Regions from separate parts of the Onychostoma macrolepis genome. Here region 1 is linked to region 2. A link is a contact called in public Hi-C data. All regions are on one chromosome and are shown on one strand. The core of a region is the stretch at or near the end of the contact, and the rest is flanking DNA. Distances in the headings are between cores, read along the strand shown. Region 1 holds the start of sema4ba (sema domain, immunoglobulin domain (Ig), transmembrane domain (TM) and short cytoplasmic domain, (semaphorin) 4Ba). Region 2 holds the start of zgc:162879 (ras and EF-hand domain-containing protein).

Region 1 (3,535 bases), core at 197-2,696, 140 kb before region 2:
GAATGGTGATGAAATATTAATTCACCCATATTTTGACGTTTTACTTCTGTATAAAATAATTTTGTAAATTAATTTGATGTGGACACCAAAATAGGACATCTTGTCTTTGACCCACATGCTCCTTTCTCTGTGTACAAATGTACATTATGGTTAAATGGAGACAGACGTATGTATCTGACAGAAACAGCTTCAGCTAACAGGGATGCTTTGCTTCAAAAAAAAAGAAAAGAAAAATTCACAACTGAAATGGTTCTCTTCTCCACCACATTGAAAGGTTATTGGTTAAACGAACATGGTAACTTGAGTCTCTCTCAGGTTTTATTGCTGCCTTCAAGTGAATTTCGAAAGCTTTTGCCTCCTAGTTGGGCGTTCATTTTTAGGACATCACACATTTAAGTTGAAAACATAACAAGGAAGTAGCCTTAAAATAAAACAATAATCCAAAATAACTACATCTGAATTCAAAATGATTAAAATTATTCATATCCATACCTTATAGCAACACAACTAAATGTGTTTTCGTTACATAAAACGAACCGTGAAGTTGAGTGATTAACTTCACTACAGACTTCCTGATCTCTGAGAGTGTTTCTGCCATGCATGTTTCAAATGAACAAGCCCTTACAATGTCACAACTCGGCAATTTGTGTAGCCTATCATCTAGAATGCAGAGTTTCCCACTTGTAAATACAAATTTGATTCATGTGCTCGGAACCAACATGATGTGAAGGCTACCAACGGGTGTGCAGAAAATGATCTGCAACTTGATACCATTGTAAAATTAGACACTCGCTAGTAACAAACAACTAAGAGGCTGCAACTGAATATGCATACTTCCATATATGTACTAGAAAAAAACAACAACAACAGAGTAGTATGTCCAAATTCACAGAATTCTTAAAACTGTAGGCAAAAAGTTCCCGGATAACCTACTACTTTCGCGGAGATTCTTAAGTGTGCATTCGATGGATGCTATCCTATAACTGAATGGAAGATAATAGGCTTTACTCATGCTGGTAGGCCTTATAACAATGCCAACATTCATATTACACACATTCATAGAGTAACTTACTTTTTTTAACAGTTGTGAAGGAAGTTCTTATTCAAAAAAGCACGTCTAACACTGCTAGAGATTCATTGACCTCAAGCAATTTAATTAAACTCTGAAGCAAAATAGGCACTTTTTTGCTGTTAAGTAGGCATAAATAGGCTAAATAGGCCTACACCTATACTACTCACAACATTAAAGGCATGTCATTTTTTTTTTTTTTTTCAAAAAAATTAAAATAAAATAGCAAAGAATTAGCTTTACATGGGTAGACTATGATTATTTATTAAATATAACAATTAAATTAAATAACTCTGAGAAACTATTTATTACCATCGACTGCAGGTAGCTTTCCGCCATCTTAGGTATAGACACGCCCCTTCCAACTTCACGACTCAGGTATCACGGGTCTCCATTCGTTTGGCCCCTAATCGACTTGAAGGAACGTAAAGGCGAGCCATTAGCGAGCACGGACCAGAGGCACTTTACTGCGGCTGTCAATTAATTAACGTCACCCAACTGAGGGAAAAGAACATGCATGTAAGAATGTTCAGATGCCAGTTCACCGCTGATTTGTGATATGCTCGAATGAGTTTAACTCCAGTCGAATGAGTGGAAACAAACGATTGGTAATTGGCACTTTTATTTATGATCCATTGCCCTCTATAGGGCAGACTAGGTACCGCAGGATAAATGAGTTTTACACTAATTTATTATTTTAAAAGAGACACTTCCTGAAAAGACGCTTAATTTGGTCTTAAAGTTATTTTGTGATAAAGTGACTATAGATGTGTTTGAAGAGGACTTGTTCGGTTAGTAGGTTAAATAACTACAACAGTTAGGCTACGTGCTTACAAGTCGTACTAAATACATTACGCAGATCTGACATCGTGGCATTTTTAACAACTGACAAACTTTAAAGATTAGCATGCCAGGCAATAAGTGCTAATTTTTTTGTGCTGCAATGACACTTGTATCCACAAGATGGTGTCTTGCTCTTCTTCAGAGTTCAAAGAAGCTTCACATTCTTATAAATTTGCAAAACCTCATTAAAAAAAATGGCAAAGTATATATTTTTTGTTGTTTTACCCTTTAAATTTTAAAACAACACAATCCATCATAAACTATTATTATTGTTATCATTATTATTTTTAAAATATGTGCATCAACAACTTCAGTATTTGAGTAAAATTATGTTTTGAAAAAAAAATATTACTGTCCCACAATGGCATCATTTCCACCACAAACAAACAAACAAACACAGAAAAAAAACTGAGCTAAATCATGTGCTCATATTCAGCATTTAGCACCGAATATGGACAGTTATTGAAGTTATTTTGAGTTTAATAACTAATAATGTGTATAAAATGTTTATATTTTATAAATGTTTGTAATTCATATAGGCTGTTTGCAAAGTAGATAGATCACTTTCATTGGTTATCAATTTGTCTCATAGCAAGGCTATTTATGGACTTCTTTTACCACTAGATGGCAGTACTTTCATTTGGCTTCTGCATCAAAAAGTTGCTTAAAGTTCTTTCTTTCTTTCTTTCTTGATGAAAAGAAACATGCTGTTAATTATAACCATTAATCAGGCAGTTCCAGATCAAATGTATTGTCAGTCTCTTCACAGTTTCTCACTTTCAGAGAGCCGATGAGATAATGTCCTGAGAGACGCTCTGAGATGATCAGACTAGTATTGGCCTGATGCTTTTTGTCTTGCTGATGGCGGTTTAGATCATTTCCTATCCCGAGTTTCCCATGAGCGCAGTGAGACAGTCCAGGCCTCTGATACTCCTCTGTTTAAAGGAAATGACAGCCTGAAGGTTCAGTAATGGGTAATCTATGCGTCCAGCACTGCAGATGGATCAGCTGTTTGCGTGCATTGAGTCAGTTCTGTCGTCATTTGCTGCAACTCCCTCCTCTGTACCTCTTTAGGGATCATATAGTTGTTACTCCAGCAGGAATTTCAGAAATTCTGTACTCATGCTGCTTATGTAACAGAGCCGCTCCCCACCAAACATACAAATAGGGTGCTAGCGGAGGATCTGAGGGTGAGTAATAAAGTTGAACTGATGTCTTACATGTGTGGAATAGGAAATAAAAGAACTTCCAGATGGAGCCCAACGTCATCGGCTGTCCAAATGTGTGTTGCAATCCAGTGGTTTTGATCAAATTTTCCACAGTTGCATTATTAAAACTCACAATTTTAATGATTTAATTAGTTTGTCAAATATTTTCACATATGAAAAGAAAAGTTCAACAAAAAAGCCATCCGAGATATAAATTAGTTTGTTTCTTCATCAGAACAGATTTTGAGAAATTAATGTGAATGGGTCTGACTTGGATTAGATTATTTGTGAATTATTATGTTTTTATCAGCTGTTTGGACGCTCATTCTGACGACATGTGATGTAATGCTAAATTCTTCAATATTCTAAGCAATATTCAGAAATCGCACTTAAACCGTATGTATTTATGTGTTAG
Region 2 (3,314 bases), core at 525-3,024:
TAGGTGCGGTGCACTGTTTGCACAATGACACATCCAAAGAGAGACGAGGAAAAATAACAATAGTCTACACATTCATCAAGGAATGTCTTTAGGATAATTGTTAACTTTTTTAGTTTACTTTGAGATATTTGTTAGCTTTTTTGTGGAATTCGGAGAAGAAATCTTTGAATTGTATGGAAAACGAGAGTACAGCTAACAATGTGGCGTGGACATTACCAAACAAAGACAGGCAAATGTCCTTCAGCAGATAAAGAGCAGTCCACACCTGAAGGGAAATAAAGTACAGGCGCTTTCCACAGACTATATAAAACTCTCTGAAAGCAGCGACTGACATGGGCCTTTAAGTTCATTATCATGTATCATTCCCTTGTTTTTTTATTCCTTACTATTTTTATTCTTTCCCTTATTCACTATACTGTATAATTTTATTCTTTTGTAATTAGAAAGCACATAAAATATGTGCACCCCTGGTCAGGCTGGTCTTTTGGCGGTTTTTGTTTTGTTGTTGTTGCTAGTTTTAACTAGGGCTGTAAAATTCAGAAATTTTTGGAATCGAGTCCGATTCCGATTCCTGGTTCTGGAATCGATGGGAATCGATTCCGAGAATCGATTCCTCTTGTTGTTTTCGATTCTTGTTTTGTTTTTGTTTTTTTAGATCGAAGGAACCTAATCTCGCCATGACTGCAGGATATAAAGGTCGTAAAAAGTGTCCTTCTCATAATATGAAGCTTTATTTGTAAAAAATGACAATAAATTTCTATAGCTATATGATTGATTTTTAAATTGTAATTTTGTCTGCTTTGCCCGTGAAATTAGTCATAGCATTTATCGCATGAATTGAACAAGACATGAAGTGTCTAAAATAAATGTGCACAGTTCAGCTGAATGATGAAGTTTACTTTGACTGTATGCTTTGGATAAAATTAACAAACTGTACATTGAAACATAATAACCAGAACATTAACAATAACACTGATAGAGCTCGTGGTTTATCTGTCAATCAGATGCTCGGCCACTGATCTGCTCGAGACGTTTTCTTTTAGAATTATCATTGGCTGATAGAAATAAAAAATAGTATTTTAGATGGAAATAAGATCCTCAATCACGTCATGATCTATTCTGTCGTGCAGCGCTCAAAATTGTGGACAACATAAGCATAAAATAACCCCTGAATAATTTTTTTTTTTTTTTAACTGGTTCATTAAAACTATCCGAAAGAAACTTTTCGTGGAAACGAATCAGACTTCTAATCACTTTTTGCGAGCATGAGGCGAAGGGTAAATATAAAAATGAAATAGATCTTTCATATATAAAAAATAATCTTTTATCTCACAACTCTCGTAATTACGGCTTTTATCGAGCATGAGGGAGGCGAATGGTGCTTCTCAAACGGAAGGCTGCATCCTCAAATTCTGATGATCTCAGTACCGACTCGTTTTCTTTCAGTTTATTTTCGTGAATTTAAATGTGTGCAGCCTTCGTAGGATGCAGCCTTCCGTTTGAGAGGCACCCATAGATTAGCTTTGTTGAACTGAAAAGAGCTCTGAATGAGGAGTCGATTCCTCTTGATGGAATCGGAATCGACTCTCGATTCCCAACGCCTCGGAATCGAGGAATCGATTCTTTTTGGAATCGATTCCCAGCTCTAGTTTTAACTGACTAGACCAAAATGTGGGCTGGTTCTCAGATTGTTGTACACTTCTACAGCACGCCTACCTTCATGACTAACCAATGACACACTAACTTGAGTTCAACTTGTTACAATGCGAGATAATGAGCAATCACTCATGCCTTCATCTAAGCTGTAGTTTCAGCGCGAGGTTTCTGCGCACCTGTTGGTGATGTAGGCTACGTTAGATCACGAACCTTTGGCGTTCATTTCTTTTCACACTTTCCTCTTTTTATCACTTCCACGTTTTCGAAACATTATCTTTGTGCACAGGTGTATTTTGTATCACAGTTTGTTTGTCCTCGTCTAGTGAAAATATGAACCAAACTGACCTTCGGAGACTTTTTGCAGCATGTGATGGGAATAAGTCAGGAAGAGTGGAATACGAGGACTTTACCAATGTTTGTCGCGAGTTAAATGTGCCTGCTGAAGAGATCAGGACTTTATTCAACAAGTTTGATCTGGACGGAGACGGATACATTAACTTTAACGATTTTTCGTCAAGCTTTCATGAAGTTTCCGAAGCCCTCAATTTGGCTTTGTTGGGAAACAGTTTGCAAAGTCAGAGAAGCGCTTGGGATGAGTTTGAAAACACATTAGACGGAGATGTGGCCTTTTATTTGGGAAGGTAACTACATTTTTACTTGTAAAGTTCAGCTTCACTTATTTTGATAAGCATTTACTGACAAGGGAGAAGCCAAAAGAAGATTTTTTCTTTTTTAAAAAAGAAGTCTTAAAATAAATTGCATGTTTGTGTGTAGCCTAGCCTACTTGTGGGACTTTTGGGACAAATCTGTACACAGAAGTGAGCTAAATCTGACACAACCTGCTCTTATTGAAGTATAATTTTATTTTTAAAGCGAAAAATGCAGAAATCTGTTAGGTTTAGCTTACTGTATTTATAACTAGTTGTAGGCTATATAAAAAACGGTAGTCTGTGCGGTGTCCATATTTGTCTGTCTATATAGTTTACACAAGCTTTTTTTCCCTCCTGTTTATAATCTTTGGACTGCACTAGAACACTTTGACTTTAAAATATATGTGTATGTATGTAAAATTCATGCCAGTATCTGCCTTTACAACTGGATTCACTTTTTCATCCAGTCACATACAGTATATGTCTTATTTTGCTGCTTTCTTTTTCTTGTCTGCAGACAGTGGGATGAATTGAGGGAGTTGTATGAACAGATCCACTCCACATCAGATGAGCTGTTACTGCAGCAATATGAGGATCTCATCAAGGCTCTTGTAGCTGAGAGCAAAGAGCACAGGATGGAGAGTGAACAACTCGAGACCAGTCTACGAAGGTGAGCGGATCATTTCCAGTATTCAGCTGGGATGCTGTGGTGATTCACTATTTACAACAGCTGGTTTGGCTCTTTCAGATTGTCATGACCAGCTGATATGTGATAATTGCACATTGATTTAAAGTCATACATTTTTACATCTTTGTAAGCATTTTAAGGCTATTTTAATTACAAAGGCTTTTAAGTATTTTAATTAATAATTATTTTAAATTTGTCTCTTTGCTGCCCCCTTGAATATTTTCAGGATATAATGAAACCATTATTGAATGTAATATAATACAGCAGTATGTGAAATAAGACCGTAATGTTCAATATCAGAATAATGAATCAACAATTGT

What was found. Hi-C and Micro-C count contacts between places; a contact is called where the count stands out from the background.
Region 1: a contact with region 2 is called in a Hi-C map of muscle, with 17 times the contacts expected there. The contact joins the promoter of sema4ba here to the promoter of zgc:162879 in region 2. A contact is called at or near these places in 2 of 2 Hi-C or Micro-C datasets (both in muscle).

What each region holds. Positions count from the first base shown.
Region 1 is chr18:15,139,546-15,143,080 of ASM1243209v1, reverse strand. It overlaps sema4ba (sema domain, immunoglobulin domain (Ig), transmembrane domain (TM) and short cytoplasmic domain, (semaphorin) 4Ba), which reads left to right and starts at 1,446. Exons shown (of 19, transcript XM_058751467.1): 1 at 1,446-1,588. znf710a (zinc finger protein 710a) reads right to left here and starts at 1,510. Exons shown (of 5, transcript XM_058751475.1): 1 at 1,382-1,510. The coding sequence starts at 1,408.
Region 2 is chr18:14,997,686-15,000,999 of ASM1243209v1, reverse strand. It overlaps zgc:162879 (ras and EF-hand domain-containing protein), which reads left to right and starts at 1,774. Exons shown (of 17, transcript XM_058752352.1): 1 at 1,774-2,297; 2 at 2,824-2,976. The coding sequence starts at 1,987.